Regions from separate parts of the Mus musculus genome. Here region 2 is linked to region 1. A link is a contact called in public HiCAR-type data. All regions are on one chromosome and are shown on one strand. The core of a region is the stretch at or near the end of the contact, and the rest is flanking DNA. Distances in the headings are between cores, read along the strand shown.

Region 1 (6,776 bases), core at 2,232-4,731:
AGATCTCACCCCCAAAGAATGAAATAATCTTAGGACCCCAGAGACCCATACACATCTGCACGTACCCCAGAGCTCTAGCTTGGGCCTCGGGGAAGAAAGTTCTTCACACAGTCTCACTTCCAGACCATCTTGCTGCTGTGGGAAGACCTTTCTAGTTTGTACTGTGGGAACCTCAGAGGGGAGACTAAGCTTGGGAGCCTTTGATGGCCCTGCCACTCTATCAAGGCCCATGGCACGTGTGAGCCTGTGAGTGTGTAAGTGTGGGCATGGTCTTTTAGGTGTGGTCCGAGAATGTGTCAAAATATGCAAGGAACCCATATCTTATCCCTTCTCTTCCCTTAGCATCCCCAGCTGCCTCCCTGGAACCCTGGGGGTTGGTGGATAACTTGAAGGACAGAAGGCAGGCCTGAGGGTCAAGGGGGAAGGGTCATCTGAGGATGAGACGATGACACAGCAAGAGACTGGGGAAGAGATGTGGAGTAGGACAGGTTGCTGGTCTGTGCTGAGAGAGTTATAGAGACTACTGATGAGAGGACTTAGGGACTTGGATGTCTTAATTATGATCAGGTGTCACAGCAACTCAGAAATGAGGGAACAAGGCTTCCTGGATCTCCCCCATTTCCATGTCCCAACTATAGTGACCATGTGTTCCATGACTACAGACTCTTCCCTCAGAGCCATGTGGTCCTTACATTCTTGCAGGAGTGTTACAGGAGACTCATGCAGAGGTAAAAACGTGATGTACATCTTTACCCTGTGGTCATAAATGAGGAACTCCTCCATGTGAGACACAGGGATCCTAGACTATCTGAATCCCCACAGGCTAGAGTGGGTGTTGTCAAACACGTTCAGAAGCTAAACCGAGTTTTCATTAAAAGGGACCCTAGCCCAAGGAGATGACCCAGCTAGCGGTCACTCCGACCTTATCGAATGCTGTGCCACTTTGTCCCGAGAGAGGCAGCATGCAGCGCTAGGGCACACAGCTCCCCTGTGGAGGCTGAGGCACACAGTGTGGCTTCAGCTGCCTGATCCTCCTCTAGAGCCGTGGGAGCTGAGACCGAAGCTGGCGGCACTTTACCACATGTGGAGACTTTGGGCATGGGGCAACAGGCAGCTGGGTGCAGTTGGTGCTGGTGATGAAGGGACTGAGGAGATGCCCTGTGTGTCCCCTCACCAAGCTATGCTATTCTTGGTCACTTGGTGATGGCAGCAAGGACAGAGATAGTGACCAGTGGGAGAGAGTCATGAGCACAGGTCCCTTATCTGACACGTTCCCTGGAAACTTGGCAGGGGCAGCCCGGCTTGGGAGGCCCAGGCGGAGGGGGAGCAGGTGGTCACACATGATGGATGGGGGCTGGGTTCTCTGCAGCAGCTGCCTCTCCTACAGCAAAGCAAAGTCTCTCAGAACTGACTGGGACTTTCCAATGGGATTTGTTTCTATGTAATCTTCGTTCCATACCCATCCTACCCAGAGCTAGCCTCCTTGGTCCCCATCACAGAGACTTTGCCTCTTCGGAGGACAGGTTTGCTAGCTCAGTGAGGGGATTGCCTCCAGAGAACAGCTCTGGCCTGGGTGCCATGGTCTTGCCTGCTTCCTAGCTGTGAGACCTTTCTTAGGAAAGGCATTTGAGTTTGGGGTTGGAGCGGGCGTTGTTTGTTTATTTGTTGAGACAAGGTCTCATTTATTCCGGGCTGGTCTCACATTCTCAACGAAGCAGAGAATGACGACCTTAAATTTCTAATTTTCCTTCCTCTGTCTTCTAACAGGTGGGATTACAGGTCTGTGTTACCATGCCCAGGTTATTCACTGCTGGGGATGGAACCCAGGACTCTCTGTACAGCAGGCAAACACTCACCAACAGAGTGATACCTCTCTTTGAGTCTGAGTTTCAGCTTCCTCATCCCTTTCCTGGGTTGCTATGTGGATGGCAGCATCAAACAGTTGGGAAAGAAAGTTAGATGTGCAACTTGTATAGGTGTGCGTGTGTGTGTGTGTGTGTGTGTGTGTGTGTGTGTGTGTGTGTGTGTATACATGCATATGTGCTCATGTGTGTGGACTGGGATGGAGAGAGGAAGTCTATGGGCCCCCACCTTTGGAAACTCCCACCCATGGATTTTCCATTGGCACGTCCGCACCCTCTCCCCCAAAATAGGCCCTGCAAGCCGAGGGCGACAGTGCCCAGACTGAGGGGGCTTTTTTTAGCCGCCCTTTGGTTGTCAGCTCTTGAGCAGCTGCTATTTCCAGCCCCAACGCCTAGGGGAGTAGGGCCAAGTGGACTGAGGCTCACTCCCTGGCTGGCTTTCTGACAGTATCCCCAGGAGGCCAGCCTGGCTTGTTGATACCCTGCCCTACAGCAAGATGTTTGCGGGCAGAGGGCTCAGCATCCACCTCCAGAAAGCTGCAGATATTGCAAAACCCAATCACATTTACGGAGCTCATCCCAAGGACCACGCCCATTCTCCATCCAGAGGAGAACACCTGTGATGCTCGCTGAGATGGTACAAAAGGGTAGACACCTAGTTGGCTTTAAATGAGGTGCTGGTGGGCAGCTACTAATATTGTTGTTACTATAGCTACAGCCACTCTAGTTTTTGTTACGGTAACTTTCTAAGAGTCAAGTTTTCTTCCAGTGTTTTGTTTGTTTTTGTTTTTGAGATAAGAGAGACTTGCTTTCTCTGGGGTTTTGAACTCTTAACTGGTCCACCTTAGTCTCCCAGCGATGTGATTCCATCATTCCAGCCATTTATCATCATGCCCAGCTTCCTTCTGGTCTTTCTGTCTGAGCACCTTTCCTTGAGGGACTCGGGACATAACTTCCTTCTCTGTAGAAATGTACACATCTATTAGTAGTAAGGGGACCCATGGGGTGCCCTGCATGTCTATGAACTGCCCGTCCTCTATAAATACTTCTGGGGTCCATAACTCATTGGTTATGAAGCACTTGCCCTCTAGAAGTTCATTTGAGTGTGCTCGCAATCTCTGTCGCCTCCTCTAATACCATTAGACACTGTCCCCAAAGCATCCCAACACCCTAAATTCTGAAAGTCAAATTCTAAGTGCTAACTCTCCAAATGGCCTCTGGATTACAGAATCTTATAACTAGATTAAAGGGGGGGAGCTACACAGAAGAATTTCTAACTGTTCAAGTGCATAAGACATTGGACATCAAGGACGAATAAGATGTCCTAAGATCTCTGGCCGTGGTGTGCTTGGACATAGAGGTATAGAGTGTGTTGGGGTAATAGGCTGTAAGGATTCTGGGAAGGGGCTAGGGCAGGGAAAGAAAAGGAGTGTGGCTGAGCCAGGCCTTTCTCTTCTAGTCGGGGTCATTTCCCAGTAGGGCAGCAAGATCACTTGGGGCTAAGGCCACATGATCCAGTATGTCCCAAGTGGTTACTGCACAAGGTGAGACTTCCTTGTTACCCGAAGGATAAAAATAGGTCCCAGGTGATGGCCTGCAATCCATGCCCAGAACCACCAGGGCTATTTTGGTGACAGGCACTGGGCCAGGCTAGGACCTTGGTCAAGAGGCACTGGGCTGGAAGTGGCATCCTCAGCTTGTGGGCACACTGCCCTTTGGGGACTTCTAAGTAGGAATGGGAGAGTGGTGCCATGTGCCATCAGTAGGTAGGGACTCTAACCCTGGTGCAGAGACATGGCTTCAGCCAAGCCATATGGTATCTTAGAGTTCCCACCTCCTTCTCAAACAATATGAAGCTCCAATCCCTGCTTTTAGAATGGCTGAAAGAATCGGTGAGGTCAATAGATAGCGCTCTATAGATGTGTCAGTCCAGAGCCCAGTGCTCAGAGACAGAGAGGGCAAGGGGCTTGCCTGAGTGGCCCAGCAACAGAAAGGGCTCCACTCCTCCACTTCTGAAGGAGTGGGAACCAGGCACAAAGCACACTACTAAAAATGCATGTGGGGATTTTCCAGGAACAACTCCATCCAACCAGAGAATTCTGTTCCCAACCCTGCTGCCCTAAACCCAGGCTAAGGAAACCCTCCAGCCCATTCTGGTTCTGACAAGCTTCAGTTCCTTGTCTACTAAGCCCAGGTTAAGGTGCCTCATGCCATATTCTCTAGCTTTGTATGCTGGGGCCTAAGAGGCTCAAAACTGCTGGCTGCCCCTGAAGGACCTGGCACAGATTAGGACTGAGCATGGCACAGAGCAACACTGAGCACACACAGTTGGTCTTCTCCTGAAACCTATAACATCACAGCCTTCCCTTTTTTCCTTCATTCAACATGTATTAGAACTGTTCCTAGATGCAAGCCCTGGCTTCGGGTGAGCATTGATAAACTGGCATGCTGGATGCAGACTTGGGAACAGCTGGTACTTGACTTGGCTCAGGATTGGAGTATTGAGAAAGGTAACTAGAGGGCTGGAGAGATGTCTCAGCAATTAAGAGCACTGATTGCTCTTCCAGAGGTTCTGAGTTCAATTCCCAGCAACCACATGGTGGCTCACAACCTTCTGTAATGGGATTGGATGCTCTCGTCTAGTGTGTCTGAAAACGGCTACAGTGTACTTACATAAAATAAATAAACAAATCTTAGCAAGGGGGAAGGGTAGGTGAACAAGCTAGGAAATGTCTCAGAGAAGCTCAAAGACTAAGACTACGATTTCCTCAAGGCTGTAACTTGGGTCTTCGGTGGCCTGGCTAGAGAGGCTCAGGAGAGAGTGAACTGAACCTAATTATACACTGACTCAGACTTGAACCTTGATCTCTCCCAAGCCCAGACCTCTTCCCTCCCCATCTACCCCTTGCAGGATTAGAGCCCAAACAGAGATCCTTTAGGGGAGAACCAGGCTGGACAAGTGGAATCCCCAAATACAGGTGTTAGAGGAACTGCCAGGGCTGTAGCTCTGCTCTTAGCAAGGTGACTTTTCACCCACAAAATTCACTATCTACCTACATAGGCTCCTAAAGAGCTTCAGGACACCTAGCTCCAATAGCTGCAAAGTTCTTGCTGGGTCCCCATTGGACCATGCCTCCACCTGCCTCTGCCACTCTGTTTCAACTTAAGCCTCAGCCCCTTCCAGCTTTGGCCATCATCTCCACAGTGAGGAGGGGCCTCACGGCCAATCCCTGAGGCCGGCGCCAAGGTTTATGAGCCAGTGCAGAAGTCTCTGAGAGCCATATGGGTGGAAAAAGTTACCCGGGTCTAAATCAGCCAGCCTTAGAATGATCTCATCCCCTTCCCAAGATAGTCTCACTCCCCTCCCCCACTGCTAGCCTGGCCAATGGGGTAAGCCACGAGGGAGCTGGTGGAGGAGAAAGCAGGAGGGACTGGAGGATTTCAACTTGGGGTCGCACTGAATATTCTGTTGATCTCCCATCGAGCTACTTATTTATAATATCTTCCATAAAGTTCAGCAGTCGTCATGGTTGCTTTTCACAGTCACATTTAAAGCCTGCTGAAACGGCTGTTTCAGGGTCTGTGTCTTGTGCTGGGTGAAGCCACGTCAACACTGTTCCTCTCTTACAAACACCAATGCCATGACCATTTTTGTTCAAATCCCTTGCCTGTCCCTCCCTCTATCCCTCCCTTCCTCCCTCCCTCTGAATAAATGTTCACAGGTGTTGGGTAGAAGAGCAAGCCTCACTGTGTGCCTAAGGGGTTCTGGACTCATCTCCAAGTCAGAGATGCCAGACCCAGGGACAAGATGAGGGGACTGAATCAGAGACCAGGCAATACCATGGGATCAGTAAAGAGAGGCAGACCCAGGTCTCCTGGCCCCTCTTGCTTGCTGGAGGCACACAGTCCCTGGCTTGCACATGCTCTCCTAGACTGAAAGGCCCAGCTGGCTGGGGATACAGAGAAAATCCATCCACAGGATCCCTGACCATTGCCTAGAGTTGTATCTCTATAGCTCCTGCTCCACATACAGACAGAGGTTCTCGCCTTGAGGCAGATCTCTCCTTTTCCTTCCAGTTCACACCTTGCTACCTTAAAGTTTTTACTTCTGTTGCTTCTGTGGACTCACACCTCACACCTTCCCGTGGATCATTTGGGCAGCTGGTAAGGCCCATTCCTATTAGAAGAATATGCATTCAGTACAGCTGCATGGATATGAGGAAGAAACTTGCAGAGCCAAGCACCAGGATTTGAAGCTCAGCTCTACCTTACTGCATCTGTGAGCTTGGCCACTGCATTCATCTATCCAGCTTCAGTTTTTCTGAGTATAAAATGGGATAGCAACATTCCTTCCAGGGGTTGTGTGAGGGTTAAATAAGATACCACATAGTTTGGGGGTTGTTCTGTGTTGGTTTTGAGAGAGGGTCTCAGGATAGCTTATGCTGGCCTCAAACTCAATATATAGCTTAGGATGGCTTTGAACTCCTGATCCTCCTGCTTCTGTCTCCCAAGTGTTGGCATTATAGATCTGTGCCGTGATTGCTTTTTGTTTTTGTTTATTTGTTTGTTTGCTTGCTTGCTTTTGAGAGTTTCAATACATATCCCAGGCTAGCCTGGAACTCACAAACCACAAACCTCTTGCTTCAACCTCCCAAGTACAAGCTGAGGTGGATGAGGATGGAGGCACACCTAGCTTAAAGAAGATTATATGTGTAAAGTGTTCCACACAGCATCTAATCAGAACATACAGAAATGTAGCCAGGTTTATTATTTTAAATGGTCATAAATTGAGCCCCTGTGATAGTCCTTCCCTGAATGAAAACAGATCAGAGCAGCTGAAGCAGTAGGAGATGTGAAGGGTGAGTGGAGTCAGATTGCGCTTAGCCCCACAGGTCAGGAAGGGACTGAGATGTT
Region 2 (6,735 bases), core at 3,078-5,577, 340 kb before region 1:
TGTGAAAGTCAGAGGACAACCTCGGATACCATTTGTCATCTTCCTCCTTATTTGAGACAGGTTCTCTTCTCTTCTTTGTTGCTGCCCACACCAATGTAGTTGACCTTTAACCTTTAGAGCACCCCTGTCTCTGCAATTTACTTTACCATAGAAACACTGGGATTGCAAATAAGTAGTGGCCTTATGTGGTTTCTGGGGATTTGACCTCTGGACTGCATGCTGCCACAGCAGGCTCTCTCACCTACTGAATCATCTCCCAAACCCATGCATCCTTGTTTTGGCCAATAATTAAAGCTGCTGGGAGGAGCTTTGCAAGCCACATAATGTATTCAGCATGTGTGAAGTAGAGGTAAGTAGAACCTCATCCTTGAACCTCTTAGAAATTATTGGAAAGAAGCTATTTCTCATGGTTCTTGTTTCCCCACTGAACAGAGTACTAGAGTATATGAGGCTGAGGGCTATGGCAAAGTCAGGGCTGGGGTGACAGTTCACTTACTGTGAAGATCATCTCAGGGGAGTCAGGTATAATGGTAGGCAGCAGGGCCACCCCACTCTCCATGATGGCTCTATGGAAGAGTCCTTGGGACACGGGGGACAAGACATGGAAAGACACACTTGTGCCACCTGCTGACTGGCCAAAAAGTGTGACAGAATCAGGGTTGCCTCCAAAGTTGGCAATGTTCTGCTGGACCCAGTGTAGGGCAGCTGTTTGGTCTAAGAATCCCCAGTTGCCTCTGGCCTGCTCATCTCCAGTGCTGAGAAATGAAAGGGACAGGGATCAAAAGGCTGTCTAGGTTCTGCTCAGCCCCTGTTCTCCAGCCCAGACTTATGCTCACCTGTAAAAGCCCGGGATTCCCAGGCGGTACTGAGTAACCACCACCACCACATCCTCAGTGGCTGCCAGCACGGATCCATCATACATGGAAGCCATGCCTGCAACCAGTCCACCACCATGGAGCCACACCATCACCTGGAGAAGTCAAGAGATGCCAGGAGGCTTCTTTACAACACATGCTCAGTTAGAACTGCCTCCTAGATTATTAGCTGCTGTGTATCTCTGCAGATAAAGACCTACACAGGACTCCTCAGCATCCTAGATCCAGGTCACAGATGAGGAACTAAACTCCCATTAGCATATTTTCAAACCCCACTGTGGCATCAGGAGTCTCGTAGCCTGGATTAATGGATGTAAGTCTAGAGTAATGTCACCATCACTCTCAGACTCCTCAAGAGTGTGGAGAAGGATATCTCCGCAAGTATTTTTTTTTTCCTGATTATGAATCAAAAGGCTCACCAACTTTCATTAAGTACAACCAATATCCCAAAGCTAGAAATTTGGCTTATCTTAGGGTTGAGCCCTTGGACACCTGACTGGGTCTCTAGGGCTCAAGTTTGTAGCGTGTGTCCTTAGTTAATCCATAATCCAACTCTCAGGAATTAAGTTGTCCTGCATGGCCATGAAGCAAAGCAAGAAACAAAAAATCCAAACCTTCTTGGACCCACTAGGGGTAAGGCTTCTCTTCCATCAGTGTCTACACTACTTTGCCCCCACCCAGTTGACCATGGCCCAGCTCTCACAGGCAGGTTAGAGCCCTCCTGGGCGTGGGCTGGTGTGTAGATGTTGAGATACAGGCAGTCCTCAGACATAGAGAAGGGAGGCAGGATCATCTTTATTATCTTCAGACCCTCTAAATTCACTATATCATCATTTTGTAGACACCTGTTGGCAATGACAGACACTGATACCAAGGAATGAAGGAATGTTTAGTGATCCAAACCTGTGTGTCCTAGTAATGTCAGAAGATACACCCATACAGTCTCACGAACAGTAAGGTGTAAACCTGACCTGAATAATACTGACATACATAGACACACAGAAGTAGATAGGTAAAGAACACGAGGCCTCAACCCTACACAGAGCTAGAGGTAAATAAGGAATATTCAGAGTGGGAGGAAAATCTTCCCTAAGGAAGAGCCCTTTTATAGGTTATCCAATACTAAATGGCTGGCCATCACACACACACACACACACACACACACACACACACACACACACACACACACACACACACTATTAAACAGACTAAGCAGGTTATATTTAGAAATATGTGTGTGTATACATATATGCATGTAACAACAATCAATGACAAAAGAGGCTATGAATTTGAGAGAGCAAGAAGGGATATATGAGAAGGCTTGGTGGGAGAAAAACAAAGGGAGAAATGATGTACTTATATTATAACCTCAAAATTAAAAGAAAAGAAAAAAAGTAGACCCTTAGGATTTTCTTCTAGTCGCCCTCAACACCTCCTCTAACACAGGATTCCTCTCTACAATCTCATATCAAGGTAAGGGTCACTGGCTCTGTGGAGGCTGAGAGGCGTCCAGATTTCCAGGGAGGTCTCCAGTTGAGTGGGGGCAACCTTTGTGAGACTGGAACTTTGAGACGTCTTGGATTCTCTGTGGAAATGATTAACTGCCGGTGGTGCTGTTCACCCCCTCTCCTTGTACGATTTATTTAGAATCACATGGGAAGAGAGTCTCAAGGACAGACTGTCTAATATGTTGGCCTGTGGGGATTATCTTGCTTACATAAACCAAAGTAGGAATACTTGTTTATGGTGGGTGTCACCATTCCCTAGCAAGGGACTTCTGAACTGAGTGAGTAGTCAGAGTGAGCAGACTATCAGCAAGCAATCATGCATTCTTTGCTCTCTTTCCCCAATTACAAACGTGATGTGACCAGCTTTCCTTACTGTGACCTCTGCTAAATACTCCCCCTCCCCCATGATGGTTGTAACCTGGAACTGTGACATGTCTTCCTTCCCTAAGCTGCTTTTGTCAGGGTACATTTATTACAGCAACAGCAAATGAAAGTCAGGTATCTGGATATTTGGGTGCTGTTTCTACAATGGGGCTGTAGGAATGGATGGACAATGCTGTACTGTAGGGAATAAGAAATCCTTCATCCCATGTCCCGACTCTCAGGGAATCTCTTTTTCCTATATATTCTCCAGTGGAAGCTTTCATCCATGTTCCTTGGACAATGGCATTTAATCTTCTGGGTTGCCACGGTGACTCTGCAGGATACTCATTACTGCTGCCCTCCCAAGGGACTTGTAGTGCATGACACCAGACTCTGGGCCCCTTCACTTGACGTAATCTGATTCTGGGATGACTTTAGATATGTTTTCCACTGTAGCACTGGGAGCTAACTCCCTTTATGTACCAAGCTCTAACCCAGTAGTCTGACATAGTTGTTCCATTCTAATCCTTAGCATATGCATCAGAAAAATGCATGGAAGATGTCCCTCATCACAGGCAGAGAACTGCTCTGTAGCCAAGAGGGAGGAGACACTTCCGCATGGCCTAGATGTTGGAACATATTTTCACCCCAGTACCAGAAACCCTCTGGGTCCAGAACTTACATGGCCGGCTGTGAGGTCCCATCTCTCACACCACTCCATGGCTCAGGGGCCTCAGGAGGTGCAAAGCGCAGTGGTCCTACAGGAGGCTTGGCAAAGGGGATCCCCAGGAAGTTATGGGCTCCAGCTTTGATGTCTGTCAAGTGGACAAACTTGCCTCGGACCTGTCCAGTATGTGTGTTTCTGATGGGGCTGGCCTCTGATGAGTCAAGACCTGTTGGCGAGATATCATCCGGGTTAGTTTTCTGGAATCACTTGCCTGGGTAAGTCGTGGAATTTCCCATTTTGTTATTATCAGAGCTCACAGGAAGGGAAGCCAGGGTTCCTCAATTCAGCTGTAACAGCTCCCCTATGCCCCAGGCCCAGGAACCTTTCCTAGTACCCCTTTGAAGGGTGTCACAGCATTTCTCTGGCCAAAGAGGTCACACACTCAGAGCCATTTGGCAGCCCGGAGGTGTTATTGTTATGATTACCCAAAGTTAGGAACAGTCACAGCCACACATAGATGTGGGAAATGCCCCTTTTGCTCTTCTCCTGACCTTCAGGTCCAGCTCCTTGGAGCCCTTTACACTGGGCTGGATCCTCAGCAGGCAGTAGTCTTCGACAGCTCTGACCCCCAGTGTGCTATGGCGCCCACTCTATGAATTTTAGTGGGTGCATTGGGTGGCTCACATTCCTCATGCTTTCATCTGTCACCTGGATGAACTCCTCCCTCCATGGTGCCTTCTTCCCACAAGCTCAGCCTCTGACTGACCTGGGCTGCTCTGACCCTGCTCCCCACCACCCCACTTAGGGAGTCTCACCCTTCACATGGAGGAGGAGAACCAGGAGCCCACAGGCCGCAGCATCCAGCCATCCAGGAAGTCTGTGCACTGGCATGATCGGCTCCCAGGCCTGAATCTGTTCCTCAAGAACTGAAAGCAGAATATATAGGCCTTGCCCAGACAGGACCAAAAGGAATGTAGGTGGGACAGTCCGTGGGGTGGGGCAAAGTTTTTTTCTTCCTGACAACTAAACGCAGAAATGACAGGAGACAATCAGTGACCAGCTGTAGGAAAAACACACCTCTGCAGTTTCTGCTCCTTGGCCTCTTGGGGAGGCACAGATGGCTTCTGTGCTCTGCAGTTCTTCTGAGATATCAGGAGCTCTGTCTTCAAACCCAGATCCACCATGACCACTGTTCTTGTGCTCACTGGCAGAGGTCAGTGCTGTTGCAGAGGTCAGGGGACAAAACGCTGTAACAGGAGAAATCGGGGGGTGGGGGGCTTCTCTGAGTAGGCAAATATGGAAGATGCTATAAATGGATAGAAGCTCAATGGCTGGAGCTCAGAACACCATGACCATTACAGTGATCTTAGGACTTCCATGGACTGCTCCCAGAAATCCTGGCTATGTCATTGAAACACTGGAATGTTGGCACTTCTTAGTCACATTCATTCCATCTCTATACTGTGTCTCCTCTGGTAGCTAGCTCCTGCACAGATCAACACACAGTCCTTTATTTACTTGGGAAACACTTTTTAAACCATTTTCTTATTGTTTGTTTGTTCATTTAATTATTTACTTATTGTGTGTGTGTGTGTGTGTGTGTGTGTGTGTGTATGTGTGTATGTAGGTGCGTGAGTACTCACATGCCATGACATGAACGTGAAGGTCACAAGGTAAGTTCTGGGAGTCAGTTCTCTCATTCCATCATGTTGACGTGGGGGATCCAACTCAGATCTTCAGGCTTTGTTGAAAGTCTCTTTACCCATGTAGGCACCTGGCCACCCATCACCTCCACTTGACAACAAGTGACATTTCATGGCTCCAGTAGTGATGAGAGTCTGGGCTCTCAGAGCCTATGAAGAAGCTGGAGACACAGGCTTCTAAACAGTTTCAGAATCTTAGAGAACCCTGGTGACTACAGGATGACTACATCCGTGACTACAGGATGAAGAGTTCCCACCTAGCTTGGTTTGATTTCCAGGAGGAAGTGGTGCAGAGATCCATACCAGACAGCCTTGAGTTCCCTCTGAGAACTGATTTTGGCTCTCACTTTCCCATCCCCAACAGTTTAGGGATTCACAGTTGGGAGTGGCAGGACTTCTTTCTTTGGTTCTTTTCTGGCTCCTCTGACATGAAACAGTCATGGCTTCCCCTGCCTCCTTCCAATCTGCAAGTCCTGCTTTTGATTCAATATTATCCTTACAATGCACTCTTGTTCAATCTGTGGTTTCAGCCCTTCTTGCCAAATGCTTTTCCTTCTTCAGTTCTATAACCAAATGAAATGCTTGCTCATGGGGTCCTGAGAAGTCCCCAGTTTCTCTAAGATCGAGGTCAAGGAACCAATTTTTTTATGCCTCCTGGGACATCCTGGTACTTCTTATTCCCAAACCATTTTAACTCAGCTTAGAAAAATCCATATGCACTGCCTCTTACAGTACCGCCATTCAGAGGCCCAGTGTTAATGATGGTTAAGACCATAGTAAAGATATGGAATAAAGATGGCATTGGAGGGAAGCAGAATTGAGAAGTGAGCAAGAAATAAAGAGAGAGGGGGGGGGAGGGAGAGGGAGAGGGAGAGGGAGAAGGAGAGAGAGAAACAGAGTCTCAAAAATTCATCATAACACATGCAATGATACATCATCCATACCCATTCAGTTGAATCAGAGGTAATTCCCATTGGGCCAAGTGCTGGCTAGGATTAGGAGCCATGTATCTATCTCCTCATACATGGCTGGAGAAGATGTGAAATGATATAGTCACTATAGGAAACAGTTTGACAGTTTCTTTAGAAGTTAAACACACCTATTCTATCTACTCCCAAGTCTTTAACCCAAAGAAAAGAAGGCAGCAATCACACACACACACACACACACACACACACACACACACACACACACACACACACACTAAAACAGATTGAAAAAGTTCATAAAAGACTCCTAGTCCATGATAGAACCTCCAGGGCTCTGATGTTTCCAAATTATATGCAACTGCCAAACTTTAGCATTAGAAAGTTGTTGCCTAGGAGCAGAGACTAAGTAATGATTTACATAGGATCTGAAGAAAACTTTTTTCCCATAAAAGAAGTAGTCTTATAGCTCCTATTTTTAGGCAAAATGTGTCCATCTATGCTGGAAAATGGGCAAATTTGGTAGCATAGAAATCATTAAACAAAAAAATTAAAAAATAGTATAGCTACTGAAATTCTAAAGGCCATTTTGTGAAGTGTCTGTATGTCCACAGAAATGGGGACCTCACAGATGCATGTGTGCAGCAGGAGCTCAGTAACCCCGCAAGTTCCCAGGACAAGTATTAGCCTCAG

What was found. HiCAR-type assays count read pairs that join an accessible place to other places.
Region 2: a contact with region 1 is called in a HiCAR-type map of kidney, with 2.7 times the contacts expected there. The contact joins the promoter of Ces2f here to the enhancer-like site in region 1. A contact is called at or near these places in 5 of 39 promoter capture datasets (the C10 cell line, Sertoli cells, cranial neural crest and 2 more), 1 of 115 datasets of contacts at active chromatin or transcription factors (kidney) and 2 of 9 other capture datasets (adipose tissue and liver).

Annotation. Positions count from the first base shown.
Region 1 is chr8:104,604,881-104,611,656 of GRCm38.p6, reverse strand. It overlaps a transcript of Cdh16 not described here. Among named protein-coding and RNA genes, the nearest start is that of Gm51588, 16 kb to the left of the region's middle. RefSeq lists an enhancer at 1-3,220. Within about 2 kb of position 3,481, at least 8 of the 459 cell types and tissues checked have an H3K27ac peak or open chromatin away from gene starts, as enhancers often do. A contact at or near this core is called in kidney, where this site is marked.
Region 2 is chr8:104,944,948-104,951,682 of GRCm38.p6, reverse strand. It overlaps Ces2f (carboxylesterase 2F), which reads right to left and starts at 4,327. Exons shown (of 13, transcript NM_001079865.2): 1 at 4,229-4,327; 2 at 3,429-3,639; 3 at 1,579-1,720; 4 at 837-970; 5 at 497-755. The coding sequence starts at 4,304.